Linked DNA regions of Mus musculus: all the other regions are linked to region 1. A link is a contact called in public Hi-C and promoter capture Hi-C data. All regions are on one chromosome and are shown on one strand. The core of a region is the stretch at or near the end of the contact, and the rest is flanking DNA. Distances in the headings are between cores, read along the strand shown. Region 1 holds the start of Pcm1 (pericentriolar material 1). Region 2 holds the start of Purg (purine-rich element binding protein G). Region 3 holds the start of Gsr (glutathione reductase). Region 4 holds the start of Ing2 (inhibitor of growth family, member 2).

The links. Promoter capture Hi-C pulls out the DNA fragments that hold promoters and counts their contacts. Hi-C and Micro-C count contacts between places; a contact is called where the count stands out from the background.
Region 2: a contact with region 1 is called in a promoter capture Hi-C map of pre-B cells. The contact joins the promoter of Purg here to the promoter of Pcm1 in region 1. A contact is called at or near these places in 1 of 39 promoter capture datasets (pre-B cells) and 1 of 484 Hi-C or Micro-C datasets (CD4 T cells).
Region 3: a Hi-C map of B cells shows a contact between it and region 1, with 5 read pairs. The contact joins the promoter of Gsr here to the promoter of Pcm1 in region 1. A contact is called at or near these places in 1 of 39 promoter capture datasets (pre-B cells) and 1 of 484 Hi-C or Micro-C datasets (B cells).
Region 4: a promoter capture Hi-C map of pre-B cells shows a contact between it and region 1. The contact joins the promoter of Ing2 here to the promoter of Pcm1 in region 1. A contact is called at or near these places in 1 of 39 promoter capture datasets (pre-B cells) and 1 of 484 Hi-C or Micro-C datasets (CD4 T cells).

The regions. Positions count from the first base shown.
Region 1 is chr8:41,238,304-41,241,095 of GRCm38.p6, reverse strand. It overlaps Pcm1 (pericentriolar material 1), which reads right to left and starts at 1,337. Exons shown (of 38, transcript NM_023662.3): 1 at 1,133-1,337.
Region 2 is chr8:33,384,378-33,387,169 of GRCm38.p6, reverse strand. It overlaps Purg (purine-rich element binding protein G), which reads right to left and starts at 1,328. Exons shown (of 2, transcript NM_001382855.1): 1 at 1,107-1,328; 2 at 1-840. The coding sequence starts at 834. Wrn (Werner syndrome RecQ like helicase) reads left to right here and starts at 1,643. Exons shown (of 34, transcript NM_011721.4): 1 at 1,643-1,828.
Region 3 is chr8:33,651,881-33,654,672 of GRCm38.p6, reverse strand. It overlaps Gsr (glutathione reductase), which reads right to left and starts at 1,435. Exons shown (of 13, transcript NM_010344.4): 1 at 894-1,435. The coding sequence starts at 1,133. Gm33433 (a long non-coding RNA gene) reads right to left here. Exons shown (of 3, transcript XR_870309.3): 3 at 1,797-2,441.
Region 4 is chr8:47,673,821-47,676,612 of GRCm38.p6, reverse strand. Ing2 (inhibitor of growth family, member 2) reads left to right here and starts at 1,454. Exons shown (of 2, transcript NM_023503.3): 1 at 1,454-2,107. The coding sequence starts at 1,933. It overlaps AA386476 (expressed sequence AA386476), which reads right to left and starts at 1,222. Exons shown (of 1, transcript NR_166692.1): 1 at 1-1,222.

The DNA of each region.
Region 1 (2,792 bases), core at 88-2,587:
AACTACATTTACCGAGGTGTACCTTCAAGTGCGAAATTCGGTATTAACGACGCCAGCCAGTGGCCCTGACCAGGAAGGTGATAGGGAAAAGGCAGAAGCAGGTGCACAAAAAGCTCTTGAACACCGGCTCTAGTAACCAGAGAACACCGAAGGCGGGGTCTGGAAAGCGGTTATGGGGCGGGGGTAGGAGGCGGTAGGGGCACCCAGAAAGCCCGCTTCTTCTAAGCGCCAAAGCACGATCTGTCACCCGTAGTTCCCACACCAATCCTAATACCGCCATGAAAGAAAGGGGAGGAAAAAAACGTTTTGTGTTTTGTTTTGGGTTTGGACCAGGCTAGCGCGAGAGGAAAAGTTGGTTCACGCAGACGCCCCCACAGGGGGGCCGAACACCTAATCCTTAACAGCAGTCTCTGCAAAGCAAGCCAGGCTGCCAGAATCCCACTGGACATCTCGCTTCCCTCCCACCCACCCATCCCCAGTCTCCCCCTCGCCCCCCCACCACCCATTCTAGATGTAAAGAAACTGGATCTTCCCGAAGGGGTGAAGAAGGGGCAGTGGGAGGAGCGCGGAGAAGGATTATTAAATTAACATTTTCTTAGCGAAAAGAACCTACTAGCAGGAGTCAGGAACGCCTCCAGGGGCCTTCCTGCTCCAAGAATAAAAGGGACCGCAGAAAACTCCCGGGCCACAGACTCTCTGCACCCAGGAGGATCCGGGCCGCCCGGGACCCCTCCCAGGATGGAATTCGGCGGGTGGGCTGGGAGGGATGGCGGTCCCCGGGGCCTCGGGCCGCCAAGGCCAGTTTCTTTCGGAACTCATCACCCCGAACTACAAGGCAACCTTCCCCTCCACCCTGGAGGGGGGTGAAATCTCCAGCACCGGGCGAGCGGTCCTCACATGGGACGCCCCAAGATCGTGGAGGCGCCAGCCAGCGTCGTCCCAGACGCTCGCCAGAGCTAGCGTGTCAGTCGGCGCCGAGAGGAGCCGATGACAGCCTGGGGGTGGGGAAGGATCGCGCAGCCATGGGACCTCAGAGTTAAAACGGGCAGGCGTGGCCCCAGGCCGCTTCCAGCGCCGCGCCCGCCTCGAACCACCCTGTGCTCCGGCCCGCGGTGGCCCAGGGCCGCGTTACCTGGAAACGAAGCCGCCCCTCCTGCCAAGGGCCGAGTGGCGGTCGGCCGCCCCTCCAGGAGCCGCCGCCGGCAGCGGTTCTTCCTCCAAGACCGCGGAAGGGAGGCCCACAAATCCCCCTCGACTGCCCAAAGCCCCAATGGCCGCCTTCTCTACATTAGCTAACTAGGCGCCAACCGCCGCAGCCACCGCCATCTTAGGACCTCATTGTGGTGGGAGAAGAGTGGGGGGCGGGGGAACTGCAGAGGGGGGGGGGGGCGCAACGCTCCGCGAGACGAGCGCGGTCTCCTCGGCAACGGCTGCGCGGGGGCGAGAACTCGCCGGGGCTGGAGCCGCAGTGCGAACTCCGGGCGTGCGGTGACCTGAGTCACGTGACGCTCGGGCCTTCCGTGGAGTCACGTACCGCCCCTCTAGTCAGGAAAAGATTTGTGCAGACGAACAACCTGGGAACTACACATCCCAGAATGCCCACTCAACTGGGTAGCCAAAAGAAACGGAACTACAAATCCCAGTGTGCTGTGCGCCTGCCAGATGGCTCCGCTGTGTTTTTTAAGGCTTGAGGCCTGTGGGGTTTATAAGTGCTTTAGCTCACTGCAAGTCTCCGGGCGCTTTCTAATTTTCTGTGGAGGCATGAGCTTCCAGATGGAGACCGGAAGACTGGGAACCCTTGTAGTGCATTCCTACCCACTTTCCTATCACGAAGGATACTGATGAGCCTTTACAATCTAACCCCTAATTTTAGCAAGGATATTAAATCAGTATGTCATGTGTGCTTAGTCGGTGGAAGAATCATAAATAAGATTGTCAGTGGTCATTGCCACTTGGAACGCTGTCCCGCTACTTTGTTGGTAGAAAGAAGTAGTTGTAAACAGAGTTTAATCTTGTGAAATTTTCGCTGAACGGATAGTCTTTGAAATCCTGTTTAATTTATATTCTTGCTAACGGCTGTGTTAAGGTTAATAAATGGATAAATAGTGTCATAAAAACAGCACAAAACAAAACTTTTTTTTTTTAAGTTGCAAGGCTTTCAATATGCCAGGCTCCGAAGTTAAGACTACCTGTCGATTTTAGTTGCATGCATACACATTCTGTTTTTAGACAGCTTCTAAATGTCTAAAATAGGATTTTTTTAAATGTAAAATAATGTAATTGAGAAAGAATAGGTTTCTGTTTTTCCACAATAAATTGCTCCACACAATTACCAACAAATTGTTTACAAAACAAAATACTACAACTCTCTCAGAGCACCACGGTTCCTATCAACTAAACTCTTCCTGCCCAGGGCAATTTACTACTGTGTCCATAGCCTTCTGTATTCGTTTTTATCCTGTTTCTGAGGCAACGTCTCTTGTATCTCAGGCTGGCCTCAAATCTCTGACTTCAGATCCTTCTGCTTGTGGAATGCTGAAGTGTAGCATTCCACCTCAATGTAGCTTGTATACATAAAAACATACGATACCTTAAGGAAATGAATCAGTACACTGCTGGAAATCAAACCCAGGGTTTCATGCATGCTAGGCAAACATTCTGTCAACTGAGCTACACACCCAGCCGGGTAGTGGATATTGAACCTAGGGCTTTTCGACATGACATGCTAGGCAAGTACTCTACTACTGACCTATAATCTTTAGGCCTCTATTTTTCATTTGGATCTGAGTCTC
Region 2 (2,792 bases), core at 79-2,578, 7.9 Mb after region 1:
GTAGAACCTTTTATTGTCCACTCTGAAAGAGGTCCCCTCTGGGAGTTCAAGTGGGTCGTCGTCTCCACACCTTCGTTCTTCTATGTCTCCTTCGCCGTAGTCTTCAATCAGCTGAACCAAGGCATCACGAAATTCAATCATACCTTGTGCTGGGAGGACAATAGTCTGATCCTGGCCCAAACTGTGGCCAAAGTAACCGATCATGCCAGTGCCCCGCATCATGGTTTGTCTAATCCTTAGGAAGCGACCTCGTTGGTTTTCCTTTAGGTCCAGGTAGTATTTCCTATTGTCCCTCTCTATATAGTCCGTTTTGAGGACACTGTGAGGATGCTCTTCTGACCCCACTGACACCGGTGGGGAGGGTGCAGAGTGCTTCTGCCGCCTCCTGGAGACTTGCTCTTTGCTCTGGCCATGCTCCTGTCTGTGGCCTTTCAGGCCCAGATGGGCATAGTGCTCGATGAAGTCGCCTAGACAGTCCTTCAGCTCTGCTGCTACCGACAGGGAGAGGGTCAGTTTACTCTTTCTGATATTGTCCTGCCGGCCTCTCCCTATCCAGACTTCGGCTATCTTTAGGAAGCGGCCCCGGGAGCTCTGCTTCACGTCTAGGTAAAACCTCTTTTTCTGGATGTCCACACGTTTGGAGGCTAGCTCCTGGATTTCGGATGTGCCCCCAGACTGATTAGGGGTGGCTGACGCGGAGTAGTGGGGGTAGTGAGAATGCTGGGCCTGGGGATAGAGTCTACTCTTGCTTAGGCCAGGGCCCCCTACATTCTTGCCTCCGCGGCCACGGCCGCCGCCGCTGCCGCCGCCTCCCCTTCGCCTGGCTCTTTCCATCTTCAGCTGCAAGTGACAAACAGACACACGGGGTGGGATGGGGGAGGGGTGTTGAGAACAATCGCAGACGCCCCTGGGTCCGCACTGCCCCCGCTGCCGCCGCCCGGAACCCCTACTCTGGCCCGGCTCTCGCGCTCCGGCCTCGGCCGGCTCCGCACCGCGCACACAGCATCCCCTCTGCCGCCCCAGGCCTCCCGCTCCGATTCCCGTACGCTGCCAGCCGCCCAGCTCCGGCTCGGCAGCCCCGGGGGTCCCAGCCAGCCGACACTCACATCATCTCCGTCACCGATGCCCTTCACGACCACCGCCGCCGCCGCCGCCAGCTCTCGGCCCCTCCGCCGCCGCCCCCCGCCTCCTTCCCCGCCGCCGCCGCCGCCGCCGCGCGCTCTGCCCCCCGCCGGAGCAGCGGGGCAGGGGCATCGCCTGCGGCGCCCACCGCCGCCGCCGCGCCTCCTGCGGCCGCTGCCTGGATTCGGGCACCGGCCCGACGCCGCGGGGAGGGCGGGAGGGAGGCGGGGAGCTGCCTGAGGGGCCGGGCTTGGGACCCCGCCTCCCCAGCCGCGCTAGCGGAAAGACGGGGGACTCGGGCTCTGCCTCCGGGCGCGCCCTGACGGCAGACAGCGCGCGGGGACCCGGCGTGCGAGAGAGCCGGCAGGAGAGGTGGCGGGAGGGTTGTGATTTCCCGCGACTCACCCGCACCTGCGTTGAGACTACATTTCCCAGCGTGCCCAGCGGCCGTCAGCTCTGAGCATGCGTGCTGCGCGGGGTGGCTGCGGTGGGTGGGAGGGCGGCGCGGCTGGGAGAGGTTGGGCGGGGCCGCGGGCGGAGTGCAGGGAAGGGCAGTCGCCAGACCAGAAGTGCACCGAGGCGCCCGTTGGTATAAAGTTAGTAAATGTGAGGCCTCTCTCGATGCCTGGGTCCTGGGCTTTGGTTCTCAGTCCTCCATAAATCATCCTGCTGGAGGAGAAGACCCTTAGATCTGGCTCTTCTCAGGGTAACGTGCCTTCCCCGCTTTTGCCTCTCCCCTTTGCGTACCCTGGGCTATATCTACGCATCTCGGACGCTTGTTTCTCTCTCCCACGAGGCTTTCTCTTGGGGTTGTGTTGGGGAGATTCTTGGAAAGGGAGCCTTGCCTCCTTTCTCCTTCAGATCCCCTGGAAAGGGGCCTCGGAGCCACAGGCCTCCTCTGGTCCCGTCAGTGGGCTTTCCCGCCTCTTCCGCCCCAGCTGCTGTTTATAGCGCTTCGGAGGCAGAGGTAACTGAGTCCGGGGAGGCAACCGACTTTCCACTACTGAGCAAATTGTTTTGGACCTCTTAAGGTTAAGTCATTGTACTAATGAGCATTTGGTCTTGTTGAATATGACTCGTTCTCCCATAGACCTGATATGTAAAAACCTGGAGAGCAAAAAACTCTTTAGGATGCTAATCCAGAGTCCCCAAATAACAAATTTCAGCCTTATTTTTCCCTTTGGTTTTATTGAGACCCGGCTTCTCTTCTGTAGCCCCTCACACTTTTAGCCCAGGCTGTCCTCGAACTCAAGAGAGTACGGCCTACCCTGTCATGCCCTCTTGATCTTTTATTAGAGATTGTATGCAAAGCCTGCGGCGTATAGGGCAGTTTGGTACTCGATGTCGTTGTATACTAGTTGTCCCCTGTGTCTCCTCTTGCTTTGAGGATGGAACCCCAGACTGGGACCACTCACCTGCTTGATACAGCGCTCTTCAATTGAATGGCATCCCAGCTCTGCTAATTCAGCATATAATTGTTGAGCGCTGCTGAGATAACAAAATGAATGAAACAGAAAATTTACCCATTTTTGAGCTCACAATTTAGCGGAAAGAGATACACAAAATGCCAAGTGCAGTATTGACAAAGTGAAAATGAAAGAAAGACGGGTGAGGGCCAGTGGGTGTTGGGAGGTACAATTCCCAATAGGTCCTCACTGTGAAGGAAGTGT
Region 3 (2,792 bases), core at 186-2,685, 7.6 Mb after region 1:
GCAGTACACAAGCATAGGAACCCGCCCATGCCCCTAAGGAGTTCCCAATTTAGTATAATCTAAACGCATTCAAAGGCATTAGAGAACCTATCCCCAGTCCCGGGTGACTTTTGAGGTTCAGCATTTTCAATCACTAACAAAAACTCTGCCTTGATCTTGTGATAGGAAGAGCCACACTAACGTGGGAACGAGACTTTCAATCGTAAGATTTACCACCTTTCTCTCTTTCCTTCTTTCTTCCTTCCTTCCTTTTTAATTTGTAAACCTGTCCCCAAACAATCCACAAACGGTATCACAAAGCTCTGAGAAACCCCTTAAGGTTTCTCTTTGGAGGCAGCTTGTAGTTCTCAGGCTTGGCTGCAGTTGGGATCAACTGCGTGTTTCTGAGCTTGCTAACCCCCGCGCCGCATCTCCACGTACGGTCGGGAGCCTTGGAAACAGCAGAACAGGGAGCGGGAAACAGCAGAACTTCAACTCTCCAGGGGGTTCCTTTGCGCAGCCAAAGTTAAGAACTACTGTTACCTAGCACTTTGCCCTTGAAATAGATCAGACCCGACCCACGCACGCACACACACACTCCTCCACGCCAGAACCCTCCACTGCTCCCCTCGCCCACGCCACTAGCAGTTTCCCAGAGAGTTTCGTGTTTCCCAGCTCCAGCGCCGGATGCCATACTCCCCCGCATGGAGTTGCACGCTGGGCAGCTAAGCTTGGCTGGAGTTTTTTTGGCTTCAGCATTGCACCTGTGCAGAGTGGCGGGATCGGCGGCGTTACCCTTTTTCCCGCCACTTCTTGGGATCCCGGGCCTGGGAGTGGGGAAGCACCCCGGGCGCCGCGCTCAGAGGCCGGGAGAAAGCGCGCAGCCGGCGCGGCCCGAGGGCCCCGGTACTCACGCAAGTGCCACCCAGCTTGTGACTCTCCACCACCGCGGCCCTGGCGCCGAGCTCCGCCGCCCGCCGCGCGCTGGCCAGCCCGCCGGAGCCGCCGCCGATCACCAGGTAGTCGAAGGAAGAGGTGTCCGGGGCCGGGGGCTGCGGCTCGCCGGGACTCGCCATGGCGCAGGTGAGCGCGCGCGCTGCCCGCCGCAGGCTCGGGGCCGCGCCCACGCCCAGCGCCCGGGGCAGCAGCGCCATGCGCGGAAGTGCGCGCCGGGAGCGGGGTGCAGCGTCGCCGTGACTAAGCACCGCGCCCGAGGGCCCCTGTCCCCGCCCCGCAGCGCGTGGACCGAGGGCGAGAACGTGCAGGTTTTGTTTCCCCACCCCCAGCTTCTCGGATTCCTGCAGGCCTTAACCTACTTTCCGCTTTCAGGGCACTTGGTACTCGTAAAATGAAGAAGAAAAAAAGGCTGGAATAATGAGTGGAGTGGCCGAAATGATTTTTTGTGATCCATAGAGGAAGCTTAAAGAACGGACTGAGATGGAGCTGCCAACTAAACCGGCCAAGATCCCCGAGAACAATGTGTAGTTCATATAAGCACCAGGCTGGGAGCCCCACGGCTAAGAAATGAGGAACACAGGGCCCCTAAGCCCCACACTCCAAGCTGGATATTACGAATCAGAATGCTATACAGTCTGTTGAGGCTTTTTTGTTTTGTTTTGTCTTGTTTTATTTTCTGTTTAAGAAGTAGCCAGGCAGTGGTGGCGCACGCCTTTAATCCCAGCACTCAGGAGGCAGAGGCAGGCAGATTTCTGAGTTTGAGGCCAGGCTGGTCTACAGAGTGAGTTCCAGGACAGCCAGGGCTACACAGAGAAACCCTGTCTCGAAAACACCAAAAAATAAAAAATAAAAAAATAAAAAATAAATAAAAAGTAATATGACTTGGGAGATAGAAGGAACGTGGGTTCAAGATCATCAAGGAAGAAGGCAGATTTTTCCTTCTGGTAGAGTACCCTGTAATAAATGTAGACAGAATAATAACTTGAGAACATTTACAAGGTCACAGTGACCAAGCGGCTTTCTTGGGAACCATTAATGATTGCTAAGATCACCGAGTTAAAGTTTGATGGGGATATAGAGTTGTGTAAAGATAGATAGATACAGATAAACACACGAAGAAAGCACCCCACCACCACCCCCACACACACAGGCACACAAACTCCTACTTGATCACAAAAGGGAAACCAACTTTTCTGCCGGCACCGCCTTGTCCTAAAGATCAAGATTAAATACTGCTAAGTCATAAGAAACGTGCCGTTGTGAGGCAATAACCAGTATTCAATTAAACTTACACAACCATCCTGCTTCTTTAAAACATTCAGCGGCTGGAGAGCAGTTAAGAGCCCCGGCTGCTCTTCCAGAGGGGCAGAGTTCCATTCCCCGCTCCATTGTGTCAGTCAATCTCACAACCGCTGACGTTCCCGTTGTCTGGCCAACACCAGCGTTACTTTGACTTATTACATGATTTCAGCGTCAGCGTCCAATATTGAGGCTCAGGATAAAAACTGAAGAGAATAGAGAACAACTAAAACTTAAATGCGAAGTTAGCATAAAGCACATCGTACTATTAGAAACTCTTGGGCTGGAGAGATGGCTCAGCGGTTAAGAGCACTGACTGCTCTTCTGAAGGTCCTGAGTTCAAATCCCAGCAACCACGTGCATGGTGGCTCACAGTCATCTGTAATGAGATCTGATGCCCTCTTATGGTGTGTCTGAAGTCAGCTACAATGTACTTATAATAAGTAAATAAGTCTTGAAAAAGAAAAGAAACCCTGGGAGGCAGTTTGTGAGGCTGTTTTGTTGAGAAACTGTATTTACAATTGGCTGTGGTGGCTCATGCCCTCAATTTCTGCAGA
Region 4 (2,792 bases), core at 205-2,704, 6.4 Mb before region 1:
ATAATGGAAAGAAAATTCGTCCCACGTTCTCAGAAATTCAATAAATACTGTGCTTGCCTCGGTTGGCTTAATACTCCACTGATCAAAATCTCAGCGTTAAAGTACATTAACACATTAGTTCCCAGGCCTTCCAATATAGCCCTTGTCCTCAGGACGCCGAATTCCGCGTTGTGTTTTGTCGAAATCCAAATTTTCATCTAGACCAGGACCTAGGTTTCCCTTGGCATCCCAACAGCTGCTTAATATACCCCACTGTATGAAAGTGTGCTGAACAGGCCGGGCAACAGGTATAGCGCTGCAAACCGGGCAAGAGCACCCAAACTTAGCACTCTGGCGTTTTCTCTCTTCTCATTCAAAGACGCCGCTCCCATTGGGCATCTCATCTGAATTAAGCGACTACTCTTTCTTATACCTATTTCGGTTGGGGGGGGGGGGGAGAACCAAAACCAAAACAGCTCACATATTTATATACATTCCGGAAGTCTATCCGTAATTACAGTGAGCTCCTCCTACCGGCATTTCACTGATGGTACTGGGGGAGTAAGGCGGATAATCCCTCACACGGAAAGCACCGCACTCGGTGGTTGATCCGATTTCTAATCCCATCTGCACTGATCCCCTGCTGGCTAGTGGTGAAGCCGAGTGAAAAGACAGTGAGGACTGTGTGTCCTCGCTGGCGGGTGATGCCTAGGCGATTCGACATCTGACAACAGTTTCCTTAAGATGGTTTGGGACTGGGGACCGGGGCGGCGTGCAGCCTTGCCACCTCCCTAAACCAAACTCTTAAGCGCGAGGAGGGGGAGCAGACCCTGAGAGCCACCCCGGCGCTGGGGGGTGGAGGGGCCGCACGCAAGGCGGGGAGTCCGCATTTAAAAGGGCAGAGGGCGCACCGCCTACCTCCGCGGTCCGCCCCGGTGCTCCGGGACCGTGGCCGCGGGGCGCTCGGCGGGAAGTCGCCGCGCATGCCCGGAGCCGCGCCCGCTGCACCCTGGGTCGCCTTAGTTCCCCCTCAGGCCTCACTCGGCCAGCGGCGCCCAGGGGCCGCTCGCTGCTGTCTTGGAGGCTCGCGAGGGAGGCGCTGGATCCGCCAGATGGAGGCAAGGTCGGTAACTCGGGGCCGAGCGAGCCGAGCCGGCGCTTCCTATCCCTGTAGGGGAACAGAAACGAAGAGAGCGGTCGCCCGGCCTCTCGGGGGCAACCGTCAGGACTTCGGTCGAAGGGGGCAGGCTCAGCCATGCGGTCCCTTTAAGAGGGGGCGGGGCGCGGCCTGCCGTTTGGCCGGCCTCCGCACCCTCCCCCCGCCCCCAGGCGAGAGCTGACAGACCAATCGCCCGGGTGGCGCAGGGAAGGCGGGAGAATGCGAACTCTTCGGTAGGACGATAGGGGCGGGGCCCCAGCCTTATTAGGAGTGAGTGCTGCGCAGGCGCAGATGCGGTCGCTGGCCAAGGGGCGGGGACTAGTCCTGTGAGACTCCGACAGGCACGGAGGCTGATAGAGAGGCGAGAGGGTAGCGAGGGGCTTGTCACGGGGATCCGGGCGACCGGGCAGCCCCGGTAGTGTCTGGGGAGTCCCCGGGGGGGACAGCCAGCGTCGCTGCCTGGGAGCCCCGGCGCCATCGGCCGCGGGGAACCCCGCTGCTCGCTCTCCTAGAGAGGGAGGGGGCCGGAGGGAGCCCCGGTCTCGCCCCGCCCCTGGGCTTGTTACCGCGGGGGCGGGGAGTAAGGGCTTCTTCTTGGGGGAGTGGAGATCGGGGGACTCGGCGGTGCCCTCTCGAGCGGCGGCCGTGTCCCCGCGGCGCCGGGCTGCCGAGCGGAGGAGCGGCGGTCGTGGCTGTTGCATGTGTGGCTGCTGGATGCGGAGGCGGCGGCGGCGGCGGCGGCGAGGAGCAGCAGCAGCGGCGGCGGCGGCGGTGGTGGTGGTGGCGGCGGCAGGATGTTAGGGCAGCAGCAGCAGCAGCAGCTGTACTCGTCGGCCGCGCTCCTGACCGGAGAGCGGAGCCGGCTGCTCTCCTGCTACGTGCAGGACTACCTGGAGTGTGTGGAGTCGCTGCCCCACGACATGCAGAGGAACGTGTCGGTGCTGCGGGAGCTGGACAACAAATACCAAGGTACTTTCCCTTCTTTCGGGTGACAGTGTGCGCCGAGTGCACCGAGCGATCTGGTGTGTGGGGCCGGGAAGCGGTTGTGTGTGTGTGTGTGTGTGTCTGGGTGGGGGGACGGCACAGCACACTCGCGGCCCTCCCTGTCCCGGCTGCGGCTGACGAGGACTTCCGAGGACCGCCCGTCCGTCAGCCCCCGTTGCAGCTCCGGCGGCTGGCTGCAGCTGCCGCGGACGGGAATCAGCCATTTTTAAGCGAGCATTTGTTCCGGTGCCTGCCGGTTGGGTGCCGCACACTGTCCTGCCCGGGGCTGGAGAGTGTGCAACGAGCAGGGTTGCGGGGCTGGACCGGGGTGCTGGGCCTGCTTAGCCCCTTGCCTGCTGGGGCTCCCTCCGTCTGCGAGCAGATGCATTGGAACGTATGGGGGGGAGGGGGCGAGAGGACGGCGGAGGTGGACTCGGGAGATGCCTCTCCCCCCACCCCCACCCCCCTCCAGCTCCCGGCGTGGCGCGGGACTGGGACGGTCTGTGCTTCCCTCTCGCCCCGGGGAAAGTTCCGGGCCGCCCGGTGTCTCACTCAGCCCTTCTTCGGCTACTGCCAAATGGTTAAAGGGGGAGGGGTTCCCCCGCAGGGCGAGACGGAGAAGGGGTGTGTGTGTTGTGTATGTGTGTGCGTCCGTGTGTGTGTGTGCGTG